Linked DNA regions of Mus musculus: all the other regions are linked to region 2. A link is a contact called in public HiCAR-type, capture Hi-C and promoter capture Hi-C data. All regions are on one chromosome and are shown on one strand. The core of a region is the stretch at or near the end of the contact, and the rest is flanking DNA. Distances in the headings are between cores, read along the strand shown. Region 1 holds the start of Slc12a1 (solute carrier family 12, member 1). Region 2 holds the start of Bloc1s6 (biogenesis of lysosomal organelles complex-1, subunit 6, pallidin). Region 3 holds the start of Cep152 (centrosomal protein 152). Region 4 holds the start of Eid1 (EP300 interacting inhibitor of differentiation 1).

The links. Promoter capture Hi-C pulls out the DNA fragments that hold promoters and counts their contacts. HiCAR-type assays count read pairs that join an accessible place to other places. Capture Hi-C pulls out chosen DNA fragments and counts their contacts.
Region 1: a capture Hi-C map of embryonic stem cells shows a contact between it and region 2, with 11 times the contacts expected there. The contact joins the promoter of Slc12a1 here to the promoter of Bloc1s6 in region 2. A contact is called at or near these places in 2 of 39 promoter capture datasets (cranial neural crest and hippocampal neurons) and 1 of 9 other capture datasets (embryonic stem cells).
Region 3: a HiCAR-type map of astrocytes shows a contact between it and region 2, with 15 times the contacts expected there. The contact joins the promoter of Cep152 here to the promoter of Bloc1s6 in region 2. A contact is called at or near these places in 4 of 39 promoter capture datasets (cranial neural crest, hippocampal neurons, liver and 1 more) and 1 of 115 datasets of contacts at active chromatin or transcription factors (astrocytes).
Region 4: a contact with region 2 is called in a promoter capture Hi-C map of pre-B cells, with 4 times the contacts expected there. The contact joins the promoter of Eid1 here to the promoter of Bloc1s6 in region 2. A contact is called at or near these places in 2 of 39 promoter capture datasets (liver and pre-B cells) and 1 of 115 datasets of contacts at active chromatin or transcription factors (astrocytes).

The regions. Positions count from the first base shown.
Region 1 is chr2:125,150,282-125,157,581 of GRCm38.p6, forward strand. It overlaps Slc12a1 (solute carrier family 12, member 1), which reads left to right and starts at 2,319. Exons shown (of 27, transcript NM_001079690.2): 1 at 2,319-2,352; 2 at 3,450-4,040. The coding sequence starts at 3,648.
Region 2 is chr2:122,734,630-122,741,448 of GRCm38.p6, forward strand. It overlaps Bloc1s6 (biogenesis of lysosomal organelles complex-1, subunit 6, pallidin), which reads left to right and starts at 3,876. Exons shown (of 5, transcript NM_019788.3): 1 at 3,876-4,075. The coding sequence starts at 3,994. It overlaps Bloc1s6os (biogenesis of lysosomal organelles complex-1, subunit 6, pallidin, opposite strand), which reads right to left and starts at 3,733. Exons shown (of 2, transcript NR_156706.1): 1 at 3,453-3,733.
Region 3 is chr2:125,619,453-125,626,451 of GRCm38.p6, forward strand. It overlaps Cep152 (centrosomal protein 152), which reads right to left and starts at 5,661. Exons shown (of 28, transcript NM_001081091.1): 1 at 5,424-5,661; 2 at 1,721-1,814; 3 at 835-938; 4 at 545-617; 5 at 214-438. The coding sequence starts at 1,807.
Region 4 is chr2:125,669,450-125,675,856 of GRCm38.p6, forward strand. Eid1 (EP300 interacting inhibitor of differentiation 1) reads left to right here and starts at 3,651. Exons shown (of 1, transcript NM_025613.3): 1 at 3,651-6,194. The coding sequence starts at 3,743. The coding sequence ends at 4,222. Shc4 (SHC (Src homology 2 domain containing) family, member 4) reads right to left here. Exons shown (of 12, transcript NM_199022.2): 5 at 818-871.

The sequences.
Region 1 (7,300 bases), core at 1,069-3,568, 2.4 Mb after region 2:
CTTAAGCTCACCATCCAAGGTTGAATGATGTCATCTCATCCATATCCCCTGACTATCTCCCAGCCACTCTAGAAGGTCTGAACCCCCCTAATGAACAACAGAGGCTATCATTTCCCCGTTAGAGATAAGAGCCTCAAATGAAAATGTCTGCTTGATGGAAGACTGAGACCAAAACTAATTCATACTCACTGAGGTCAGAGAGGCATGCAGCAAGAAAAAGAGACTGACTCCAGAGGTGCTCCCAGCCTCTGAGGGAAGAAAAAGGCTGAAGAATGAAGAAGGTATTCCTGAAGGCAGGTGAGCAATGGATGCTGCCAATCATCCTGGTACAGGCAAGAGAACGTGTCTTGGGTCCCAGCCTCATCTCAGCAGCCTATTGATCTATTAAGTATCCCAGCACCCCCTACCTGAATCTGACACCTGACCTCCTGTACAGAATGCTCTTCTTCTAAGTGAGAGTTGCAACCCCTTATTGAAGAAATAAATTTCTTCAATTAAAGTGGTCTTCATGAGAAGATAGGGGCTAACAAGATTACTCAGTAGGTAAAGGCTCTCGCTGCCAGGCCTGACATTCGAATTTAAACCCTGGGGCAGACATACCTGGAGAACAGACTCCTCTGAGGTCGGCCTTTGACCTCTCTGTATAGCATACGGTGTGTACACTCACACCCCAACACACAAATCGATAGCTGTAAAACCAGAAGAAGAGAGAAGATCAAGTTACAGCTGTCTCTTTATAATTCTGATTCCGGCAGAACCTTACAACGTTAGCTCGGCTTAGTACCAAGGCACTCAGCTGGCAGCAACTGGGTTTTCCTCCGGCATCTGCATGTCCCTTTGTTCAATCCTGTGTTTGGTCACCAATTTACCTTTCCCTTGATTTTAAAAGGTGTGATTCCTATCCATGTCTTTAATGGTTGGTCTCAGAATCATGAGTTAGAAACAAAGTTACAAATAGATAATAAATCCTGCTAAAATAGTCCAAGCAAGCACTGTGCTCAAACCGGCGCTATTTAGAAACAGACATAAATGAGCTCGTGTAAGCCTCACGGTAACTCAGCAGGCCACATGCTGTTAGTGTCTGCATATTGTGTGCCTACGAGGACATTGAAGCATACACGGTGAACGAGTCTCCTGAATTTCCCCAGGCAGGAAGTGGCAGGGCCAGAACTGAAATGGAGAATTTTTCACTCACAGCTCACACTTAATCACTACGTCACACCACAGCAGAGCCACCCGGGCAACTGGAAATCACTTGAATAGCTTCTTATTAGATCCAAAGAGGACTCATTCGATCATCCTGATTGAAAACCAATGACAGAGCCTGCAAGGAGGAATTGCGTGTGCCGTCTTAATCACCAGCTCACAGGTTGGAGCCGTACCGTCTTCTGAGCAAAACTCAGAAACTAGACGTGATAAAAATGGCTCCTCCGCGAGGAGACAGAAAAGCCATTTAGTAGTACCACTGGGAAGTGTGCCCGGTTTGACTCGAGCAGCTTAAAGCGGTTTTCACACTCAGCAGAAATCTTTTTAATACTTCACTAATTCTACCCTCAGTCTGCTCACTTCCTATGCAGAGAGGAGGCAAGGTAAGTAAGGTCAAATAATTTCAGGTAACATTTCCTAACCACAAAATATTGAGACCATCTCTTGGTATTTTGGTTCCTATGCTGAGCAATATGAGGTCACTGGGTCTCATCAAAAACAAGGTGATAAGCTAGGCCTGGTGGCAGAGGCTGCTTCCAGCTCCTTGGGAGGCTGAGGTCAGGAGGATGGTGAGACTCCAGGGGTACAGAGTGAGCTCAGGCCAGCACAGGCAATTAGCAAGGCAAGACAGTTAGAGATGGGCTGGGGAGCTCAGGGGTAGAGCGCTTACTTAGAATATGTGAGGCCCTGGGTTCGATTCTTACTGAGAGAGAGAGAGAGAGAGAGAGAGAGAGAGAGAGAGAGAGAGAGAGAGAGAAACAGAAATAGAGACAGAGACAGAATGGCAGACCATAGAACTAAATTTATCTAGTCCCAAACAACTGAAGCAATATTTTTTGAAGGATTTGTTGTTGTGCAATCTGTAAATTAAAGAAACTTTATTTTGTTTACTGCCTAAAAGGATTAATGATTTACTACTAGTTACTAGTTGATGTGGTACTTACAGTTGGTTCCTCAGGGCTAATGACTGGTGTGGGGCTTTTCCCACTATTCCAGGCCAATGACTGAAAAGTCATCGCTTTCAAGAAAGTTTTTAACCAATGAGCAGAAGCCTAAGGTTGTAGCTTAAACTCTAAGGCCCCATATATGCGTGTGCGACGCTAATGTGGGTTACTGTTGCTCAGAAGAAGGCTGCTGGATGGGGCGGTAAGTGTCTGGGCTGGGCAGAAGCCTCAACTTCATATCATGTGGAAACACAGAGCCTGAGGGCTGGACTGAAGACGCCAGGGACTGTGAGAACTTAAATGTTCTAAAAAGCTAAGAGATGTGGGCTGCATGGATAACTTCACCAGGAAAGATTATTTAAGAGTTTAAATTATGTGTATTTGTTTGTTTGTTTTATCCAAAGAAATGCGTTAAATAACTGTGCAAGAGCCAAGCTTTTGTTAATATTGTTCTCGTTTTCTAGTTTTCTTTGGAAAAAAAAATCAACTTGTAAGGTATTTACAAAGAAATATTACCCCAAAGACAGTATTTAAGGTTGGCGCTTACTGTAGAATTGTGAAAATTACCAGGTGGTTTATTGAACTCCTGAAACATTGCATTAAGAGGAGCCAGCAGAACATAAGCCTTTACTGAGAGCTGTGGCTGCTTTTTGTATCCCAAACACTCATTTTTTTAAGGTTTCCATAATAGCATTATGAAAAACCACAAATATGTGAGCAAATGAAATGTTTCAGAGGCTACTAAATTTTTTTTTTAATTCACAGAACATCATCTTAAGAGACTTAGTCTTTGTTTTTTGGTGTTTGTTTGTTTGTTTTAATTTCATATTCTAAAATATACCTTTTTACATGTTACACAGGTGAAAGTTTTTCTGGGTCAAATTTATCATTAATGATATGTAGATTTTTTTAAGAACTAGCAAAATATACTTTTCAAGGTTTTTGTGTATCAGACAATGGAGGATAATGTCATTAGTGTAAAATGCTTTGCAATGCTGGCATTTAGACCCTCCGTGAACTCTCTTACTGTCCTTGACTACTAACATGCTTTCTAAATGTCCTGGTGACTTCCAAGCAAACATGACCAACAGTCACATGCTAGTGACTTCCCTGGAATTTCTGTTTGCAGAACCCAGTCCCGTTTCCTTGCTCAGGTAGCAAGGGTTTGAAGACGAGAAATTTTTAGTGAAACAAACATAAAATTGGACATCTTATGAAGGAAAACTGTAGCTCCAGCCACAGCCCTTCTTAAATATGTTTGCAATTGCCTGGAACAAATATAACTTTCTTTCTTAATAGCAGCCTTGAGGACCATTCTGAAGTTTGCATGGGAGACCACATATCAACAATACATCAGGGATCTAGCTATCGGGTCATCTAAAACCGAAGCCAAGCGCTCCGTATTATAACCACACTATTGTCTATTTTAAAGCAGAAATACGTAGATTAAAACAACAACCACTATAAAATAGGTAGTTCCACAGTAGATTTTGGAAGATGTCGGTCAGCATCCCTTCCAACTCAGTGCCCAGTAGTGCCAGTCGCTTTCAGGTCCATGTTATAAACGAGGGCCATGGCAGTGCGGCAGCCGTGGGCGACAGTGCAGACCCCCCACATTATGAAGAGACCTCTTTCGGGGACGAAGCCCAAAACAGACTGAGAATCAGCTTTAGGCCTGGGAATCAGGAGTGCTATGACAATTTTCTCCAAACTGGAGAGACTGCCAAAACAGACACCACGTTTCACGCCTACGACTCTCACACAAACACATACTACCTACAAACCATGGACGCCGTCCCCAAGATTGAATACTACCGCAACACAGGCAGCGTGAGCGGGCCCAAGGTCAACCGGCCCAGCCTGCTGGAGATCCACGAGCAGCTGGCTAAGGTAAGCATCCTTCCGTGCTGTTCCCTCGGGGTGAAAACACTGCATCATAAGTGGTGGGCAAACAAAGAGAACTAGTCCACGCCATCTAGCCTCCTTATGCGGCTGTCTCTGGGTCCCAAGAAACAGAAACTGTACAGGTGCTTTGCAAATGTTTACTGACTTGGGAAAGAAGTGCAGAGTGAACTCGGGAAGTTAGGCAATGTATGCTATGGTGTTTGCAGTAAGGACACTCAAGTCCCACTGGGCTGACTGCGCCACACTGAATCCTACGCCGTTTCCAGTTTAGTGTTAAAGATTCCACAGCAATCCTTAAACAAACCATTGTGCTTTCATAGTTCCTATTGTGGGGGCCAGCCTGTAGTCCAGCCACATTGTGGCCTTAAGACACAGCTACTCTGGAGAGTAGAGCAGAGTTATGACTAGTTTTTCTATTTTAAAAAGAAAGATTCGAATTGCATAAGATTCAGCCCTTGCGTCCCTCCTCTTCACACCTTTGCCTGAGGCTCCTGGCTCTTCTAAATTTAAGCCCAGGAGCACAGAAGTGGCCAAACTTCCTGTTTAAAGAACGTAAAAGGGTTCCAAAGTCTCCGAAAGACTCTAATCTATACCTCATTTAGACGCTTAGATTTCTTCTGAGATTTCCTCGGAGATACACTGACAGATCCTGCCTTTCTGACAGCTCGTAATGAATAACCTTCCCTTTTGTATGTCTCTGCGTGTGGTGCTGTGCATGTGTGCCTATTTGCATGCGCATGGTTGTGCATGCACGTGCATGCCTGTGCATTTGCAGGTGTGTGCAGAGGTCGATGCTGGGCAGATTCCTTAGTTTCTTCACCTTGTGCACTGAGGCAGGCTCTCTTACTTGAATCCCAAGCTTGCCGATTCTGTTAGTGTAGCTAGCCAGCCTCCTCTGGAGACCTCATGTCTCCATTTCCTCAGTACTGAAAGCACAGGTGGGACACCATTGTCAGCCTCTTTGTGTGAGAGCAGGAGACCCTGCACACAAACTCTGGCCCTCACACCTACCAGCAAATGCTTTACCCACTGAGCCATCTCCCCAGCCCTGGATATCACTTTGTGGAACATGGTTGCTCTCTGGGAAGATAATTGAGTAATAGTTTCAAATGTGTATTTACTTACAGCTGAGCTTTTAGGAGAATGAAGAATGCACAGCTTATTTTGTAAGCACTCATTTATTCATTTATCCATTCTAGTTTTTAAAAGTTAAATAAATAAATAGCAGGCTGTGTGGTTGCTCAGACCTTTAATCCTAGCACTCCAGAGGGAGAGGCTGGAGGATCTCAGAGTTCGAGGTCAGCCCTGTCTACAGAGTGATTCCTGGACAGTCAGGGCTACACAGAGAAACTTGATCTTAGAGCATGGGGATTGGGGGGAGGGGGTGGCAAAACAAAGTTAAACAGTCTGCTGTCGCCCCCAGCTGGGCTCAGGACAGCTTCTCCCAGGAATGATTCTGGCATGGGCTCTTCCCTTAGTTTCTTCTCACCTTCCTTCCAGAGGAAAAACATCTCCAAAATTTACTCTCTGAGCTGCAGGGGGCCCAGCTCTCTACTAGGACTTCCAGAGGAAGAGTCTGTGCTCTCAGTCCGCACTTGTACCCTCATCCACAAACCTTCCTTGTTTATACCCTCACACACAAACTTCATCTGTCCAGTGTGCTGCATTGGTGGCAAGGTGCAAACCTTAGACTTTGTCTGAAATATCTGGTGCTTTAATCAAAAGAAAAAAAAAATAGCATCATGGCTATTCAGTATCAGCTTCCATGCAGGGTTTGTTTTGTTTTGTTTTTGCCGGGATTGGGAAGGTAATTTGAATTTCAGACAAATTGCTTGTTAGTTTCTTTCTCTAAATGAGGAAAAGGAAAGGAGACTGGAAGAGACAGGAAGAGAGGACAGGAATGAAACAGAGGGTGGAGAGGGGGGCACGACGTGATGGCTCTAAGTTCTGGAAGGAGCAGAAAGAGAAGTTAAACATTCGCAAGGAGCTTCCAACTATCTGAGGAAGTAAAAAGAACCAAAAATGTCCAGAAAAAAAGTCGTGAAATTCCACCCCACCAAGTCTTGAACACTATACTTAACTTATAAAGCTGCCCTCTTCATTGAAAGTGATAAAAAATTTAAATATTCATTCATCCACTCACACAATTTACAACAAAGAAAAATAACACTTTAGTCTTCATTAAGAGGAAACTGGAAGCAGGGCCTGATTGTTCAGGTCACGATTTCCAGGTCAGAAAATTATGACCAGGGTTGTCCTAATGGGTAAAACGAGGGTAGGGAAGTAGAAGTTCAGGGCTCTCCTGGGTTACAGACAGAGATTGGGATCGGCTAGGGGTGCCTGGAAAGACCTTGTTTCAGAAGTAAAGCTCAAATTTAAAACAAAACAAAGCAAACAATCGAAAATGCTTAGTGATGCTGTGCTTGCCCAGAGTGTATCATACTATAGGTTCAGTCCCCAGCCCCATTAAGGAAAAGGGTTTTGAGTTGAGTGGAAGATACACTGTTCTTAGGACCAACATTCTAGAGTGAAACGTAGCTTATCTGTAAGTTTTAAACCCCTGGTTTGTGGAGATCTTTCCACTGGGGGAGTCATCCCAAAAGCAAGAGTTTTTTTGGGTGTGCCTTTGATGTGGCACAGTGAAGCTGTCTGAGATGCTTACCATGTTTGGAATGGACAGCGTATGACTAAGGCATTGACATTGTTTTGTGCTCTGCTCTTTTCTCCATAGGGTAGGCCTCAACAACCTCCCCATATCAAAGCATGTGCAGTGATTACCTGGTGTCTGATAAGCATTAAGTTTGCAGTTTTACTTCATAAAAAGAACTCTGCTTTCAGTTCCCCTTAGGTTTTTATTTATTTTTATTTAGATTTAGATTGCATGCAATTGAAGCTGTGTATTACTTTTTTTGTATTGGGAGAGAAAATCTTGTATCAGCTAGTCTGCCTTTCTCTTTAATACCCCTTTATTTTCTCTTCTCTGAATCTGCAATACACAAATGGAAATCCTGGTGAATGGATGATCGTTCCATAGAATTAAAAATTCATCCATGAGAGATTATGGATCATCATTTATGGAAGGCAAAGAAGCAAATTAATTCAAATTGTAAAGAAAGAAAAAAAACATGAAGGATGCAATCTCAGAACTTTCCATCCGTGAGACATTAACAGCATCCAGATGTCTGTGAACCCCTAGGCAGAGCTTAGCAACCTTCAGGTCCCCACAAGCCTCGACTCAATATTTG
Region 2 (6,819 bases), core at 2,626-5,125:
TCAGTGGGCATATATATATATATACATACACACACATATATACCTATGTATAACATATATACACACACATACATACATATAAACATACACATATACTCAAATTTACATATACACATATATACATATACACACATATACATATATGTATAATATATATGTAGTGTGCATATCATATTTATATTATACATATATGTATACATAATATATGTATGTTATACATAAATATGCATATTCATTGTATATTAAATAAACCAGCAGTAAAAGATGAGTTATCATGAAAAGACTTGATGGAAACTTAAATACAAACGCATATAGAAACAATCACTCTAAATAGGTTATATAAATAAAGCTACCAGTGTTTGCTAGATGCATTCATTAGCTCTTCATTGATGTGAAATATAACTGAGAAAAGTCATGTAAAGGAGGGTGGTTTACTTGGGCTCACATTTTCAAAGGCGTTGGTCTGCCCTGGTCCTTGATGGGTTTAGAAATTTTGATCTGTCACAGCAGGGAGGTCATGGTGAGCAAAGCGGTTCACACACCTGCAGTGAGAGGGATACAGAGTATCCTGCTGCCAGACTTCTTCCTGGGCTCCTAGTAGCTTATCTTGGCTCCTGGCTCATGGGAGGGTACTGCCTGCATTCAGGGAGCATCGTCTATCACTTTCTTGTGAAGTTGGTCTGGAAATACTCTCACGTGCGCACCCAGAGGTGTGCGTAAGTAATCTAGGAGCTTCTGAATCCAAGCAAGTTGACATTTCGAATCAACTACTACTCTTGACGAGCACCAAGGGCAGCGGGGATGATAAGAATCCCAACAGCATTCGAGGCAGGGCATGAATTATTATCGTAGTATGATGGTGCAGTGCTTATTAAACTAGTAACTGTCATGTGCTGTCTGAGCTCACCAAGAAACTGTCTCTGGAAGCAAAGATTATGCTCCGACAGCCAGCCTCCCCACATTCCAGAACCAAGCATGTGTCTCTTGAAGGCCCCTTGTCTGGGTATAGGCTGACCTCTCTAACTCAGTGACAGGAAGGGCAAATAGCCCAAGAGTAAAAACACCATGTCCTGAGAACATTGAGAAGATAATCCATTTCCAACAGAGGTTACTATTGGTTAACCCATGATATAAAGTACTTGCAAGTATGAAAGAGAAACCAGATATTCAGCCATGTGACCCTGCTCCACAGAAAGAAAGCAATGGGTCGGGAACTTCAGCTGACTGCCTCTACTTCCCCAGTTGGTTTCTGCTGGAGCTCCCACTTTGATGATGTTACCTCTATCTGTGGGTATTTTTTTCTTCTACCTGGGGAGCTCAGCTTTACCTAAGGAGAGTGTTGGGACACTCTCCTATGCCTGGGACTCTCAGTGGGGAACCTCAGCTGGATACCATAATGGGGCATCCACAGTCAACCTCTGCTGAGAGTGTTGAGCTGCTAATCTGAGGATGTTTGTGCCATGTGTGTATCTATCACCATCATCCACACACCCCACCCACCCTTCTGCTGTTTATTCTTTTACTTTGGCTTCCTGTATATTTAATAAACATTCACTCAAAACTCAAACTTTGGCTATTGTAGATCATTGTCTGGACAATACAATGTTATACATTTTTCAATGCATAATATGTAACCTCAAGAACAAACTCTAACACAAACTATAACATTTGGTGCCTAGCAATGTTTCTGGTGGATAGGAACTAGAACTCTATTTTTAGCATAACTAAGGTGTCTAGTTCAATCTTAAAAGGTATTACATTAAAGTATTTGGAGTGTATAACTTTGATACGTAAAAGAAAATGGGAAAACTAAAGACCCTTCAAAAGACATAACATGACACAATAAACTGTTGTGTTCTTTGCAATCAAGTTTTAGAAGTTGCTTTGAGCTCTGTGTCATATACAGAGGGTCCTTAACAAACAAGTGGCACATTGAATTGCAAGCTGTAAGAGAAAAAGAAGGAAAAGATCAGAGAGAAAAGCAAGATGAATGTGGTACAAACTCCTTGTTTATTTAGGTGATTTTGTTACAGTAAGTTAAAATGTTAAAAATAATAAAATTCCTAACAAGAATTCTCCTTATAGCAAAACAAATCATAAAGACAAGGTAGGACATAACAGTTTATTTCATCCATTAAATTTAAATAACCAGTATTTAAAATTTAATGAAATGTACTTAGTACTGGCCAAGAGATAGAAGGAGCCAATGAAAACTCATAGGATATGGCTCTATTCCAAAGGGCACCACAACACCATTAGTACATGAAACTTATAACCAAGCAAGGGTGCCAGGTGTTTCATCATGTTTACCATGTTGTATAACTCAGACTTTGGAATATACAGTTTGGAATTAGGGCTAGGGCATCAATAGTTCACCAATTAGCAAATTTATCGAGAATTATTTTGGTACTCTATGCATAAGAGTTTCTATTTGTCATTTTTAATTCAAAAGAAGAAAACATAAAATAATGAATGCAAGGAGGAGCTCAGTGCTAAATGGCAGGAGGATGTTTGTTGTTGTGAAATGTCTTCACTGTGACTGCTGAATGAAAGGGAGGAAATAATGAGATAATGAATGGTGTCCACAGTAAAGGTGTGTTTGAGTGTGCTGGCTCGTGTCTGCTGGAGGACCAAGAATTCAAGGCCATCCCTAATTACATATTGAGTCTAAGGCCAGATTAGGCTACAGGACACCTCACCTTGTGAAACAAAACAATAAAAAAGATATTATCCTAGAGCACTTAAAAGATGAATAGGCCTTTGAAAAAGATACTCTAGTTTGAAACAGGAACAAGCACAATGGACAGCGTACAATGCCCAGATTGCACAAGATGTTTGAAGAGTAATAAATTGTTTTCCTATTTGTATGACAACACTAATTATTACACATTCTATAGTTCAGCAACCTCACAGGGTTGAGTTCCATTACAAAAGCTTTAGGGGAGGAATTGGTTACCAATTTTTCTGGAGGTCACCCACCATCCAGAATAATGACTCCCTTCCTCTGTCTTCAAACCCATCAGTGTTTGTTTAATCATCCTTTGTAATCAAATCTTTTTTCAGACAGCCCCACCCCATCAGTTTTACAGACTGTTACCTTGGGTCCTTGGAGTACCCTTCCTATTTTAAGGTTATGTTAACTAGTAGCTTTTATTCGTTGCCATGCCCTCTAATATATTTAGAAGTCTCAAGGATTAGTCTGTGGACATTCTACCGTGGAGAGTTGAGAAGTTACCCTTGAAAAGTGGCTAAAGTGAAACTGAACATAAGATGGTGACAATAGGGAGCCAGTGCATTCCAGGGGCATGGCATTATTTGTTTATTTATATTAGTTTTTTTTTTTTTTTTTGAGATAGCTTTGGCTACAATATGGAAAACTGAACAGGTAACCTGAGGAGCAACTAGAGATGCTACTAGAGGTCAGAGTTTACAAAAGGGTCGAGAATCCTTACATTTGCTGTGGAGCTGAGTCTGTCCAAGTCTACATACTTTCCTTTAGAACTCATGATATCATCTTACAGGAGCCCAGCATGTGCTTTTGGTAATTTGACTTAATTTGTCCAAATGATGCTCCAAGAAAGCCTTTACGTCATTTCCAAGCACTGGAAGAGATCCTCAGCAACGCTCAAGCTCAGAGTTCGTATTGACTCACTTAGCGGCCCGAGTTATAAACTGGACACAACACTGGGGACATTCACACGGTTATGGCGACATCCGGTCCTCTAACCTCTCTTCCGGGTTCCGCCGGCCACCCTCTGTGAAACCGAACCCGCACGCGCACGGCTGCGCCTAGGGCGCTGACACGGGGGGGGCGGGGGGGGGCGGGCGTTCCGGACTTGCAGTAACGTTCTGCGTCGGAAAGCGAGGTTTTCCGCTTTCGTCACTTCCGTGTGCCTCGGCGGCTTTCGTCCGGATGGACTCTGGAACGCGTTAGGTTTCTTTGCCTGTGACTTCTCCACAGCACTCGCCTCACGCAGCGCCCAGTGCGGGGATATGAGTGTTCCTGAGCCACCGCCTCCAGACGGGGTCCTTACGGGGCCTTCCGACAGCCTGGAGGCCGGCGAGCCCACGCCGGGTACGGCTGTTTTGCGGGGCGACTGCCCACAGGGGCCGGGTTCGAGTGGGTGGGACTCCAGCGCAGGCGACCCTCCTGCCTAGAGCATCCTGGCCAGGCAACCCTGGTCCCGCGAGGAAACGCACTGTTGGGTGCGGTTTGTGTTAAAGGTTTGCGTTTGTGTTGCTTTTCAACTGTTTGTCACAGGGTTAGTGGTTGGCGATCAGTCTGCCAGAGAGAAGGTAGATTTTTAGGAAACTGTACAATAGTGTCTACTCATGAAATACTCTGACCTCCTAGGTGACATTACTTCATCCGAGACTCCAGCAGCCGTCCGCACATTTCCAGAAGAAATTTAAGCATTGATGCCCGAAGGCGTCCGTTGGACGAAGCAGTTAATTTGCTATATAGGCAGATGGGCACTGTTTATACCATCGTTTTTGTGAGATTGAAAACACCACTCAAATCATTTTCTGTGAGCATTGGTTCATATGAGAGAAGCTAGATGGAGCTTCTAAAAATAATCTCTGCGTTTCAGAAATAGGAAGCTACAAATAACCCAGCATTTCCTGGCAGTGCTTTTCTTTAATGACATATCCCTTTCATGACTTGTTCAGTCACATTAGTAATACTCTGTAGTACCTACTTGGAACCTGGGCCTCTCTCTTTCTCCCTTCCCCTCCCTTCTCCCCCTCTTTCTCTCTTTCTGCACATAACGAATGGGTGGTATGCATATAAATAAAAGCAGATGTCAGAGAGTAGGGCAGAGATAGGGATAGGTGCTAGCTGCAGGTTCAACTCAGGACTTATTTCATGTTAAACAAGTGCTCTACTACAGAGCTAGATCCCTAGCCTCAGCTGTCTGATCTTCTTGATAATGGTGTGAGCTTACTCTCCCATGAAACTGAATTTGCACTCTTGGATTCAGTTCCCTCTGTTTCATGTAGAGGATTCCGCAGGGCATTAGCATCTATCTCCCCTCAGCAGTGTAAAGCTACCACCGCTAGTCTCTCATTCTCACAGCATGGTGTGTCCATTGTTGTAACTTTACTGCCCCAACACAAGCTCCAGGCATGAATCCTTAGAATCCTAAAATGGCTTCTTGCCACTTACTGAATTTTCCATAGAATTGGCACTCAGGGACCCTCACAGGCTGACTCACGGCATATATTAATAGCTCACTGTTGCTTTCTGTGCATGGCCTTGCTGTTCATCCTTGCAGTTTCTCATTCTGTTTAACAATGTTGCACCCCCTCGGCTCCTTTCAGATTTGTATCCATATGAAAGTGGTGGCTGCAGTCTAAGTTGGGGCCATTTTTTAGAGGGTTTTTGCAGTTTCAAAGATGGTCACATGTTCTGTTCCACACTGTTTTCTAAGAATGTCTCCCATAGAAATAGGAGCGTGCAAGGATTAGGAAGACCACAGCAGTGTTGATGAACTATGTAGATCCATATACATTGCTGAAGAAAGATACCTGTGATAGACTTTGTCTTAAAACAGACAAATGAATGGAAGACCTTCAGAACAGCGTGATGAAAAGCTGATGTGCATGGCTGGGTAAAGGCAGTTTCTGGCCGATTACGTGAGAAAACTGCAGACTGACTCCATTGGAGTTAGGCTTTTTAAGGAGTGCCTTTTCCCATGGGTTTACATTTTTATAGTGATTAGCAAAGAGAAGAGAAGATGGGGTGGGAGGATGAGGTGGGCATTCAGCATCTTCAACAGCCCGTCTTCCTTAGAAATCACCTCAGACTGTTAGATTCCACGACAGTTTTTGTAATGGCTTTGTATACTCCCCTGTATTGTGTACTCAGGGAGGAGAGTTTACCTTATTTATTGTTGTGACTAAGAAATTAGCAGACAGTAGGTGTTCAGTGCACATATATTGTATGTATATGGTAAAGACCTGGTTTTTCTTTTAGAACTGTGCTTCTCAATCGTCTAATGCTGCGACCCTTTAATATTTTTTGACTGCTTCATAAATGTAATTTTGCTACTGTTATGGATCATAATGTAAATATCTGTGTTTTGATGGACTTAGGTGACCCCTGTTAAAGGGGTTGCCACCACATGGCCGAAAGCTCTGTTCTAGAGTCTTCCACAGTGAAGTGCCTGGAACTTAATAACTAATACCTATCCAATAATTGCTAATAATTAGAATGGGAAAGGGAGGCCTATGAGTTAAAGTGTGTGTGTAGGTAGGCAAATTTGTTGTTCCATCTTAAAGTTGTAATAGCTTTAGTCTGGTGTTTCTTTCTGTTCATCTATTATATATTGTCCATGTTTGAAGTTGGTGCTTGTTGTACTATTATTGTAGACACAACTTAAGCAGTGGAATTATTTGTCAAATGTAAGCTTTTCGTTCCGCGTCCAAAGGCACATTAGTAGTTCCCAGGTCTTCCTGGATCCTATTTCATTTTTGGCTTGTGGAGAGTTTCAGTTTCTATTTAGCCCTTGCCCATTTGAGTTGTCTTGCAACTTTGAGAATTCCAATTTGTTTGTGTTTTCAGGGTTAAAGTTAAAATTGTTACAGAGGTAAGAGCATCCAGTGTGTCTAACCACTGAGCTGTCTCTCCAGTCCAGTCTTAATTTGATGTTCCCTGATTCTTACTAGACTATAATTGACAACAGGTGTTTCAAAGTTAACATTAACTATGGAATGCTTTCTGGGTACAGTTTTAGTGAATACTTTACCTTTAGCTCATTCAGAATTAATGTTTGTAAAAACCTTGTAACCATTCGCTGACCCCACTTAGAAACCGTG
Region 3 (6,999 bases), core at 4,411-6,910, 2.9 Mb after region 2:
CTTCCATTTTAAACGCTAGGCTTGGCACTGCAATTGCATTAAATTATAAACAGAATCCAGCCTAGCTGATTTAGCAGGAACCCGAGTGAGTAGATTTGGAGAAACAGTTATTAAATCATTTGTACACTGCGTTCATGCACTTCCTTAAACACACAAACAACATGCATGTACTTGCACACACACAAATTCTTCACAGTCAAACTCTTACCATACCTGAAAATTGTCCCTCTGAGGATCTGAAAACGTAATCACGCTGGCTGCCTGCTTCGAACCGCCGGTGTATGGCCTAAAGTCTTCAGGAAGGCGATACAAATCTGCCTGCTCCCGTTTACCTGGAGGGCTATAGCCACTTCCGCCTTCATCCCCACCTTCTCCAGGGTGGTACCCAAGATGCTGGTCTTCGGTTTTACTTCGATTTTCTTCCCAGCCATTGCCACACTGTTCTCCAAAATATAAGTTCAATACAGTCCCATTAGTCAGCAAGAGTAAAACAAAAGCCCTAAGATCTACCCAAGCGCGTCAGCACTGTGGTCACGACACTTACGTTCATGCTGTGAGGCTTGGGCAGTATATCCCGCTCAATCCACTTCCTTTCCAGATGCTCAGAAGGATGCGGTCTTGAGAAAAATCAATACTTTAGGTCCATACTCTAGCATATTTGGTCAGAAATAACACAAAAGAAACCCAAGATTCTAGTATTTGTTTTTCCCTTGACCTTAACCCAAAAGTTTTAGAAATCAGTCTGAAGTTTTAGTTTACGTTATTGTCAGCAGAGACTCAAGGGAAGGTTTACGGAGTGCAAAAATACAAGAGGAAGTGACTTGAGGTCCTTACTCTGCCGCTCTGCCGTCCATACTGCAGTCAGAATCGTGGCGCTCAGGAGAGGAGAGCTCATCGTCCAGCATGTCGTGAGGGAGGTCTGTGAGTAGCTGCTGCAACTGAGTAAGGGCAGTCACATCAGTGTCACACGGCCTGAAACACAAGGCACTGCCCAAGCTGCCCTGAAGCCAATGAGTGAATGGACACAAAGAGATTTCTTAATGAGTTTCTTAAACTGCATGTGCATCACGTCCACAATTTCACTTGAGGGAAGGGGAAAGCAAGACGCCAGGATTAATGAGCAGCAGGCTTTACTTGTTCTACAGAGGTGTCCGGTTTATGCGCGCACATCACAACTGAAAGCTTCTTTATGGAAGCCCGGCCAACCATAAATCACGGTACTCGTCCACGGTGTCAGGTTCCACAGAGAGACCTGCCTCTCAGGATCCCGCTTCACCAGTAACCCGACCTTGGGGGAGTGACATCTGCCCAGGTGGTGGGAGCAGCAGCAGCACAGATGTCCAGGGCCCCCTTAAGCTCGGGTAAAGCACCCGAGAGCCTCTAGGGAGTGAATAATTAGAGGCAATCATCTAAGCCCAGGACGAAGCGCTACGTGATACTCTGCGCTCAGAAGACACAAAGGCATACACTGAAACAACCAAACATCTCTATGCAATAATAATAATAATAATAATAATAATAATAGGGGTCCCTAGAACCCACACAGCCATTTTGCCAGCCCCAGTTCCTCTACTGTTTAAAAGTCCAGTCTCAATCAGGTTATAAGTTTTGTTTGTTGACATTAGGTGAATTATAAATCATTTCAAAATGACACACGATGATAGAATTATAATGTGCTGCTGAACACTGGGCTCGGGAGCTTTTTTTCCAATAAACTCACCTCTTTTTCCCTTTCAAAGTCTTCTTTGTCAAATTCTTCATCTTCATTTTGTGTCTGCAGTGCTACACTGCCAAACTCCAATGACATGGTCCTCCTGGGAAGAATTGGGACTCATGAAAAAGCAGCCATATGACAGCAATTCATGGCAAAGAAAAAAATGCAAACAGTCAACAAAACAGTAACCAGGGTCCCCAAGTGGCTAAAGGATATTTTCAACAGTAAGATATCTACAAACAAAAAACTTAAAACTTGAAAGACATAAAAAACTTAAGAATAGCTCAAGCAAAGCCTCAATTTTATGTACAGGGCACAGTGAGGGTCCTACAGAGTCTGCTCCATGCTCTGAATTCCACAAATACCAAGTTCATGCATCCCAAAAGGGAACTCCCCAGTCCTGAGAGGAAGAGGAAGAGGAAGAGGAAGAGGAAGAGGAAGAGGAAGAGGAAGAGGAGGAGAAAGAAGAGGAGGAGGAGGAAGAAGAGGAGGAGGAAGAAGAGGAAGAGGAAAGAGGAGGATGACGACAATGATGACAACAATGTGGTCGTCTTTGACATAGTAGTAGTAAGTATGTGCTACCAGGCCGGTGGGGGAGAGGATAGGGGACTTTCTGGATAGCATTTGAAATGTAAATGAAGAAAATATCTAAAAAAAAAAAAAAAAAAAAAAAAAAGTATGTGCTACCAGTGGCCTGGCTAACATTGTTCTTCAATCCAGGCTCCTCACACCTGGGAAATGTACTTTTGTGTGTGGTCTGAGCCACAACTCATTCACCACAATTTCCAGGCTGTAAAATGTCATTAAACTGTGTCACATAAGAAGTATAAGGACCCCAGCAACACAAATGCATTTTACCATAAAGCTTATAATTCCCTGTTGTTGACAGTTGTGAACTGCATCATAAACTTTGTAACCATGAGCCCTGCGTACATACACACACACACACACACACACACACACACACACACTTTAACAGATCTAAGACACCTGTGACTGCATGGTTGTAGGCCCATTTGTACATTAAGAAGAAGAAACCAATTATGAAACAACACCACTATTAAAATACTGAGTGTTTTATAGCTGTTAAAATGTGAATAGAAGATGTGTGCTCTTAACCAGACATGGCATGAAGCACATGCACACTCACTGGGATGTACGCTTTGTCTCTCCTCAAAGCCTACTGGAATTCTCATACACAGATCATCAGAGAAAGGTGAGAATACAACAATCTAAGACCGCTGTAAGGTGAGGAGAAAACATTTCTCTCATATCGGGGTTTAGTTCATAGCTCCAGACAGACATCAGACTTACAGAGTCTCAGATGATGGAAACCGGGATACACTTTAACCTATGACCCTAAAGATGTGAGACAAAGCCAAGCCAAAGGCACCCAATCTTCCAGAAGACACAAAGATCCTTCCCGGGACTGGAAAGTTGGCTCAGAGGTCAAGAGTGCTTGTCTCTTCAGCAGAGGACCAAGATTCAATTCCCAGTATCATGGCAGCTCACAATGTCTATAACTTCAGTTTCAGGAGACCAGAGGCCCATTTCTGTCCTCCACAGGCACCAGGCACACAAGTGGTGCACAGATAAACTTGCAGGTAAAAGACTCAGGCATACAAAGTAAAAATAAAATTTTTAAACTGTTTCAAGCAAAAGATATCAGCCTTTTAAAACAGTAAAAAAACAGCATAAGTGTGGGAAACCTTACAACTCCCGGATAAGGACTCCGCCCTCCTCTAGATGCCTGCTCCATCCTAAGTCCATTCTGGCCACTTCCATCAATCAAATAGTATATATCACAGAACACATTTACAAAGTCAAGAGATGAAATTACAAAACTGTAAAACTACTTACAAATCACTTAATAAAAAGTATCAGTAAACATTTTTTTCTAAGAAAATGACAACTTAAGATGAGAAAATAGCATAAAAATCCATTTTAGAAAGAAATATAAATGTTCATTGAATATTATTACAGTCTGAGTTCATCAGGCTCAGGAGATCGCTCAGTGCAAGTGGCCATGCAAGTGTGCAGACCTGAGTTCAAATCTTCAGAAACCACATTAAGGCCAGACAGAGAGCCCAGGCATCTGTAAGGAACACTTCTACGGGACGGGGAGGCACAGGTGAGAGGCTGTCTGGAACGTCCTGGGCAACGCCAGCTAGCATGGCCTAAACACTGAACAGCCACAGATACCAGTCTCTAACAGGGTGGAGCCATACAAATATCCACTCGCGCGCGCGCGCGCGCGCACACACACACACACACAGAGGTTAAGTCCATGAAGAATTCAGGAAGTGTACTCTAAGTAGCACCGTGCTACCTTCAACTACTACATTGAAAATGGCCACAACTCTATGTTTTTTTGTGGCTTTAATAAATAAATTGCTGGTGAGATGTGTGCTGACAGATCATCATGAAAACAATCGATAGCAATGTGCATTTGCCATAGTAAAACTGTATCTTGGTGAATATGGCAAAATTATGCCATTAGTAGGAACAGTGGCCTACTCCTATGCTTGACCAGAGAGCTGACCACTTAAAACATAAACCAAGGGATCAACGTGGGCAGTGTGCTCCCTAAAATACAGCTCCCTGGTTAATAGTCTCACTCTAGCCGGGAAACTTTTCCTAACCCCACTACAAGAATACAAGAAGCACAGCTGTCTTCTCTTACACCTCTGACCCAGCTTGTCAATACTTGTCTGACAATACTTGTCAGCACTGTCCCTGGTAGTTTTTGGTCACCCCCTTCCACCCCCTCACATAGAGGGAAAAATATTTACTTGTTTTGTGAGCAAACTTTAGTGTATATTTTCCTTTCCAAAAATATTTATCATCATCATCATCATTATGAGTGAATATATCCATTGGGTCACAGGCCTTAGGATTCCCCTGGAGCCGGAGTCACACGTAGTTGTGACCTATACAATTTGGGTGCAAGAAATGAACTCACAGCCTCTTGCAAGAGCATTGACAATCTCTTAACTGCTGAAACTATTATCTACTCCCACCGGAGTAGATAGGGTCTTTAGGCAGATCTCTTTTTATTTGTTTACATTCCAAATTGTTTGTTTGTTTGTTTGTTTGCATCCCAAAGGATGTAATATGGCTGTAAGCAATTAAGAACTGAAGATCCTCAGCTCTGGCAGCTGTGCAATCGTAACTGCTTCCGTTTCTTTAGTAATGAAACGGTGAAAACATCATAGGTGTGGGAAACCTTACAACTCCCGGATAAGGACTCCGCCCTCCTCTAGATGCCTGCTCCATCCAAAGTGCATTCTGGCCACTTCCAGAGCGCATGGCTTATATCCTTTGCTTGTGGCTTCAAACTTCAGCCTTTATTTACATGCAAACAATCAAGAATTGTGAAGCTACGAAGTGAAATTCAGCTTAAATCACACTGAAAAATGCATGACTACAAGATGGACTAAATGTAATTGCCCTGGGAGTTAGAAAACTGCACGCACTAGCTTACACACTAACTTCTCTTACAGGGTGGAAACAGCCAGAACGCAACAGTCTATTTTAGACACTTTCCAAATCCTGTTCCTACTACAAAGAGTACGGAGGGAGGGGGCAATGACAATCTCTTGAGCTCGGTAGTACCGATAGCAGCATGGAAAACCAAGGTGAGCAGAAGACAGTAACCCCAAAATACAGGAAGCCCCCTCGACTGGGTGTACTCACGCAGCGCCCTTACCAAAGAACTGGGCCCGGGGTCCAAGAACCACGGGCGCGCACAGGTCTGCCGATGGGACGCCCAGGCTGAAGATCGAGAAGGGAGCCAGCAAGCACAGCCCCGGTGTAGGAGACTCGAACGCGGGTCCCGATCCCGCAGCCGCCAGCCTGGCCGGGAGACCGCAGTCACCTCCCGCAACCCGCAACCCGCTGCCCTGACTTCCAGCCGCGAGCACCTTCCCGGTTACACCCTAGCCCGCGAACCCCGCCACTCGACGAGCAGCCGCCTCCTCCAATCGCCGCCGCTGCTCGATGGGCCTGACGGCTGGGCGGAGCTATGGGGCGGAAAACCCGCCTCCCACAAGGTCGGTTGAGAAGTCGCCCGCAGTTGCAAGAGCGCGGCTGTTCGAAGAGGGCGCCAGTGGCGGCGGGAAGCTTCCCGGAGCCTCCATTGGGGAAATAGTGAGCCAATCACAAAAGCCTCCTAGAGGACTACGGTTGCTTAGATACGGCGGACTGTTTGCCCTCCCAGAGGTTAGCTAGGACATTCCTTTTTTTCCCCTTACACGTCTAAGTTTCATCCAATGGCCCTTTTTGCTCTCTGAAGTGCCACTGCCAGCCCTGGTCGTTGTTAAATTTGGCATCATCTTCAGACTTGGCTGGTTAAGATTTGTGTTTCTTTACTGATAAAACTGGAGGAGCTCCCAGGTGCCTCCTCCCTAAAACTCGAATTTCCGCGAATGTTCTTAGATGTTAGCCTGTCGTTAAATCCCATTATATCATCGAACTTGGAGATCGCAAACACAATGGATAAATATCACTTTGGCTGTTCAATTTTAATGTGTGTCTCTTGATTGGCTTGTTGAGGGTGGCTGGACCTGGCATGTTCGAGACCTGAGTTCTGGAACAGTTGCTGTCTCTGGCTTCTTTGGTAAGAAGGGCTCTAGTGCATGCCAAGAACTTGGTGACTTGGATGCCCACATCTTTTTAAATCTTTCCCCTGTGTACCGTGTGGAGTAAGATACTTGTCCAAGGCTCTTCCAAATCTGGCTGTTTGCTAAGTCTGCCACCTGCATCCTATCCTTGTACGGCTGACATTGACCCTCAGCTAGGGGTCTGATACAGAATAAGAGCTTGAGTGAGAGAAACAGAACCAAGTCACAAGGCTGCACTACCAATAGTTCTGGGATGGCTCCTGTTTCCCCTCCTCCCACCCCATCTCCTGGGCTGCTTTTCGAGTCAATTGCCCCACCTCTCACCCACTCAGCCCTCGAAACACATGACGTCACTCAGTGGAACTGGATCTCCCTACCACTGTACACAGGGTGCATACCGACCCCAAGAGAAGATGGATTTCTCTTCTACTACGATCTGTTACCGTGTGTCTGCTTCACTGGTAGAACAATATGAACGTCTTGGGGGTATTCACTTGAGCATTTGTCTTCATGTTTCATGGCCCATGCTAGGCACTCAAAACAACTGTGTTAACTCATTAGTGAATAAATGAAGGAATGGGCAAATGAAGATGTTGGTCAAGAAAAGACTAATGAAAGGCCTTCGGGGAAATGGCACTTGTCGAAGGTGATCCAAGTATCGGC
Region 4 (6,407 bases), core at 2,401-4,900, 2.9 Mb after region 2:
CTATTTCTGCCACTCAATTAGAAATCACTTTCAAACACGGGTGCTCCCTTCTACAAACTAACTTTACCTTCATCAGGATTAAAGATGTGTACTAACGGTTTTGTCTGAATTCCAGCTAAAGGGATGAACCGGTGTGCTAAGGCTGAGCCACACCACAACTAGATTCAGCTTTTTTCAGTAAACAGCAATCTCGGTGTTCACAGTGTGATAAAATATCCGGCAACACAGTGAGGAATCAAGGAATGACACTCTGGAAAGTATTCTCGGAGAGAACCCCTGTACAATCTGTGACTGGTGAGCACTACAGGCTCTTGACAGAGAGCCCCCCCCCACCCCCCCGTGACTGAGCAGTGTCTTCAAGGTTTACACAAATCTGGATGGTCATTATAGACTGGCCTTGTTAGCCTTGGCTGACAACTCTGATGGTGAATGGGATTCCCATCTTGGATTAAATCTGACTGATAATCTGCTTAGTCTGCTTGTGGGGAACATTCTGCAAGAGAAACGGCAGTGCACACAGGACACACAGATCTCACGATTTTTATGTTAACTGAAAACTTACCAGATGATAACTCAGTGGCTACTAACACCACAGAGGGCTAGCAGTCCTTCTAGTAAGCCTGACCTTTTAAAATCCTGACAGAGGAAACATTTGCCCAAACCACTGTGGGTGTTTTGTTTTGTTTTGTTTTGTTTTCTACCTGATACATGAAGCATTCAACAAATTGCAATATTGAAAAAGACATGAAGTAGTTAATATTCTGCATATGAAAATTCTTAGGACTCACAAAAAGAACTTGTACAAATCTAAACTTACAGGGTCCCCTCCAGAGGCAAATGAAATCGATTGCATTTGGTGATTTGCAATAATCTGGAAAACAAAAGCAAATTAAACATTTTAACACTATAATGTGTTTGATTTGTTTCTACTTACTTAGCATCCCTTTAGAAACTATACTGTCTGCATTCTAAAATAAACTCTTGTTGTTGTTTTGCTATTGGGATTGAAACTGAAGTATTGTGTATCCTAAGGATTTACTCTACCATTAAGTTACGTTCTCTACTCTCATCTGACCCATGGTGCCTTTCTCTCTGCCCTATTCACCTAGGTAGACATACGTTCTAGGTCTAACTATCCAATCAGCAATCTACTCAACACCGCTCTCTAGATACAGCCAATCAGTGTTTTGTGGGAGAAGCTGGAATCAGTAGTAGAAGGAAAAATATCTCTCTCTGCCACTAAGGAACACCCACACTTGCCCAATGGGGCCATCTTTTGCTGTCATGTGAGTGAAGCCTTCTGGAATATAAAAATTTCTTTCCAGAAAAATTGAGAGCTGAGAGTTAAAAAAGCAGACTTGGAAACATGTGTCATCAATTTAACCAGAACATTTCCCCCCTTCCCTTCATACTCTTATTTATTTTTTCTGTTTATAGACTTAGTGTATTTACTTTTGTTTAGTTATTCACTACTATGTATCCAAACACACTAATATTAAGATTTCTAACATGGGGGATAGAGAGGTTGCTCAGAGGTTAAGGACCCTGGTTCCAGTCCCAGTACCAACATGTTGTCTCAAACAACCTGTGACTCTGGTTCCAGAAGATGCAAAGCCCTTTTCTGGCCTCTAGGGGCACAGAACATGTACATAGTACACACAAGTAGGCAAAACACCCACACATAAACCTAAAAACGATTGAAAAACATAAAGACTTCTGATATCACTAGCCAAATAACTGCACTAATTTAACCCAAAATGATTGTTTTATTGGAGATTCTAATTTGTTTGCTTGTGTTTGGAAATCACAGTGCAATAACTGACTTGTATAGGTTTTAAAGGTTAATTAAAATGCCAGCTATGCAACTACCAATGAATCCTGATTGCAGAACTGTGAGGCAGAACCTACGAAGGCTGTACATACAAGACAGCCAAGCAAAACTGCTCCTAGAAGCATACTCAACAATAATTGAATAAAGTTGTGCAACAAGATGTTTCCTTAGGAAATGAAATAACTAGGCTATTTATAATAGCCCTGAATTAGAAGCAATCCTGAAGGTGACTATTGTGATATTCAAATAGTAGACTGCTTAAAATATGACAACATATTTGTTGGGTTAAAAAAGAAGTCAAAACAAAGAATATATCAATACATCGTTTCATTTATCAAAACTGGCAAACTTTTTATTGAACTATTTGCATAAAGTCTGAATTGTGGTTATTCACGAGGCACAAAAAGAGAGAAGAGTGGTTTTCTGGGATCCACGAATGATGCCTTTTCTTCTGGGTAGTAAGTAAACAAATATATGTAGCTTGTGATAATTAAGCCACACACATTACCTGTGCACTTTTCTCTATTAACATTTCAATAAGAACAAAAATCAACATGCAAAGATTATATTCCAATAACAGCTCATGAGAAACTTCATTTAATGGATAAAGAGGAAGATTTCATACAAATATGTTCAAGTATGTAAAACTAGTAAGGATCATGTAACACTTTGGAGAAAAGTTCGCTGAAGAATATAAAAAATGACCATTGGCAAAAATTATATAAGATAAAGAGGAATGCTATGGAGCATTGTCTCTTGGACATGACAGGGCCATTGCATCCACGAATAATAAACTAAAGCTATGGAAAGATTATAAAGATACAATCAAGGCTGGAGAAATGGCTCAGCAGTAAACAGCATCGGCTGCTCACACTAAGGACCAGGGTTCGACTCCCAGTAATCACAGGGCAGTGTACAACTGACTTCGTTTCTAGGAGTTCCAACGCCCTCTTTTGGCCTCTGTAGGCACAATGCACACACGTGGCACACAAACATTACAGACAGGCAAACAAACGCATACACACGAAAGAGAGATCAAATTGATAAAACTTAAGTTTACTTATATTAATTCCATAAAACAATACGTGGTAAGGGTGTGGATATTCTCAAACACTATTGGCTACAGTTTAAGTTTGTAGAGCAACCGTGGCGCGTGATTATCTGTATATATTTAAAATATGTATAGCCTATTTTCCACCTTTCTTTATCCTAGTACTCACACATGTATGTGGTTTAGTTTCCCCATGGTATATACGTGTGGACATACACACAATTTATCTTTGGTTAGGTCAACTTCAATAAATTCAGAAGAAAAAAACCGAAAAGTTAAATTTTCTCAGTGCGCAGGACGGGACTAGTGGGATTTGAAATGGTGAGAGGTAATGGACATGCTGATCACAGGAACGCTGGGGAGGCAGGGAGGTGGAGGAGAGATGGCATCTGTGACAGAAGGCCAGGGCTTTCCATCTAGGCAAAGCAAGCACTTGGCAAGGAACTTAGAGCTGGTCTCCAGGTGGGTCACCAGCGGAAGCATCGCGGGTCCTGAGTGGGTGTGAGGGTGAGGTGGGAGTCCGGGAAACATAGGGGGTGAGGGGTGGGAAGGGAAGAGCTCGCGCCCGCGCCCGCGCCCGCGCACCACGCCCCCCCCCCCCCCCGTGGACCAAGCGGCCTACTCGCCAGCACACGCACGCCATGCTGGCACGCGCACCACGCCCGCCTACCCGTTTGCGCACGTGAAACGTGCTCCGCACGCGCATCACGCATGCCCACTCGCCTGCGCACGCGCCCCCCCCCCCCAGCTCGCGCTCCACGCACGCCCTCTTGCCTGCGCACGCGCACCACGCCCGTTCGCGCGCCCGTCTCTGCAAAAGGTTCCTTTTTTTTTTCCACCTTGGTCGAGTCGCTTCCACCATGGCGGAGATGGCAGAGCTTTGCGAGCTGTACGAAGAAAGCAACGAGTTGCAGATGGACGTGCTGCCCGGCGAGGGCTATATGGAGGTAGGCCGCGGGGCCCGCGGGCCGGCCCCGGAGGAGGGCCCCATGGAGGAGGAGGCCGGGCCGGCCGCCGCCCGCGCCCAGCGCGGTCTGTTCCCCGAGGCTGGCGCGGACCTGGAAGGCGACGAGTTTGATGACTGGGAGGACGACTACGAGTTCCCTGAAGAGGAGCGCTGGAGCGGCGCGATGCACAGGGTGTCCGCCGCCCTGGAGGAAGCCAACAAGGTGTTCCTGCGAACCGCGCGAGCCGGAGATGCCCTGGATGGCGGCTTTCAGGCGCGGTGTGAGAAGAGCCCTTTCGACCAGCTAGCTTTTATCGAAGAGCTGTTTTCGCTGATGGTTGTCAATCGACTGACCGAAGAGCTCGGTTGTGATGAGATCATTGATCGAGAGTAAATGCTGACGAGAGAGGAGGAAACTACCTGAGAGGGAGAGATTCAACATTCTGCTATTTTGGGGTTCATTCCAAATAGTTCTGTGCAAAAAATAAAAACAGTTGGTTTTTGTTTCTCGGAATAGAAGACGGGACAGTGAATGACCATGCATTGTGGAAAAGGAGAATCGAGGAAGGAGGAGTGTTAAACCTGAGAATCGCGAGGAGAAAAAGACCAAATCGTTCCTCTTTGGTCTCACAGGGGCTCAGCAAAAACCTCTGGTTCAGACTGTTGATCGAGATGATTTTCCTTACATTGGAGAAGAGCTTTCTCTGTTAAGCTTTTAAAGATGGTTTGGAAGAGTAAATTGTGACTACCAATACAAGAATCTAATTAAAGAATGGGGGGAAATACATTCCAAGATGTCTTTAATTCGAACTGAAAGGCTATTGAAAAAAAAAAAAACTTTCCAAATTCTTTTTGGTGATTTATACACATCAGTTATCAAAAGCTAAACTTGAGGTTTAAGATTGAGTATTCATCTACCCCACAGAGTAGTCCAAGTAAATGTGGGTATAAATGTAGACGTGTTATCATGTGTGCTGTCATCTTAAAATGTGTTACAAACGCTTCTGGAATTTTGACTGCACATGTATCTTCATGATTTATAAAGCTACTGTGACCTCTAATTTGGAAAAACCCATTGTAATGATTTTCAAAGTAAAGAAAGAAACAGGATGTCTTTTTAAGGTTTTAAGTTCATGCATTAAATAAAATGTATGGGAAAGCCCAAAGACAAACTTTCTAATACCCTTTTATACTAGGGAAATTTCACTTGCTGTTTTGTACCTTGACAGATGGTAAGACTATAACTGAAGTTCATATTGTAAGAACTGTTTGCTAAAATTGTCAAGTAAAAAGAAATCCTGCCTGTATCTATAAAAAGATGTATGAGCTATTATGTTGTCAAACTTTGAAGGTTTTAAACCTACCCAGAAGTCCACCTGGGTGTCTGATATTCATATTCTCTCTCTCCCTCTCTGCCTCTTTCTTCCCCTCCCCCTCCCTTCTTCTAATTATGCTTGTTAATCTTTATGCACCAGCATTGGCGATAATAAATTTTCTTGTTCTGTGTATTTTGCTTTGTCTAATAGCTTTGCATACATGCTTTATACAGGATTCTCTTGCTGTGTGTGCCACGCCTCCATCTTGATATTTAAACATCCAATGCTTACAATGTAAACCAGTATCAAATATCCAAAAAATGGGTTCTGGGATGTTAAAGCAAATTTCAGAGTTTTCTGGAAGACCCGCTCTGTGAATGTGATGCTATGGCTTAATTGATGCTGAAGTTCCTTGAGAAGAAAATGATGTATTAGCACGATGTCCCTGCTGATGCCACCATGGCAACCAATACAGAACAGAGCTGAGACAGTAGGATAACTCCTGGGTTTCTGTGGGGTTGGTTGGTTGGTTTTACAGTCATCTTGTTTGAGAGGCTGCCGAGGTGGTTCAGTGGGTAAAGGTACCTTCTGCCATATAGCCAAGCCTGATGGCCTGAGTTTGATCTCTGGGGTCCATGTGGTGGAGGGAGGGAGAGAGACCTCCCCCAAGATTGGGCAGGCCTGTTAGTAATTTTAGACCCTCACCTGGGATTTTAGTTGCTCCTGTACCTCCAAAGCACCTGTACATAATTTTGCCCCGGTTACATGTGGTTTCAGAAGGTGCTAAAACACAAAAGGTGGGAGGTTGGCTGATGTTAGGTGGGGACTCGTGTTTGGGAAGCTGTCACCCATGTTAGGGTAGGACATTTAGATAGAGCCGCTACAAACACTTCCATGGGTAACCCCTCAGCCCTCTTTTTTACTCACCCAATAAATTGCCTCACTAGTTGGACTTGAGGGAATCATTTATTGATCTGTTATTGGTATTTACCTGCTGTAAATAGACTTTTGTTCACATCTCCACAGAAATATAATACAAATATCCATAAATTTGAGTGTATTTGTGTTTGGGGACCAAAGTATATCGTGGAAGTTAAGAGGAGAAGCCATGCATTGGTATTTCTTTGTATCCTTTATTCTGCATTTATCTATCTATCTATCTATCTATCTATCTATCTATCTATCTATCTATCTATCTATCTATCTGGGAGATTCATGCCACAGTAAGCAAAGGGCAAAAAATAACCTTCAGGAGTTGCTTCT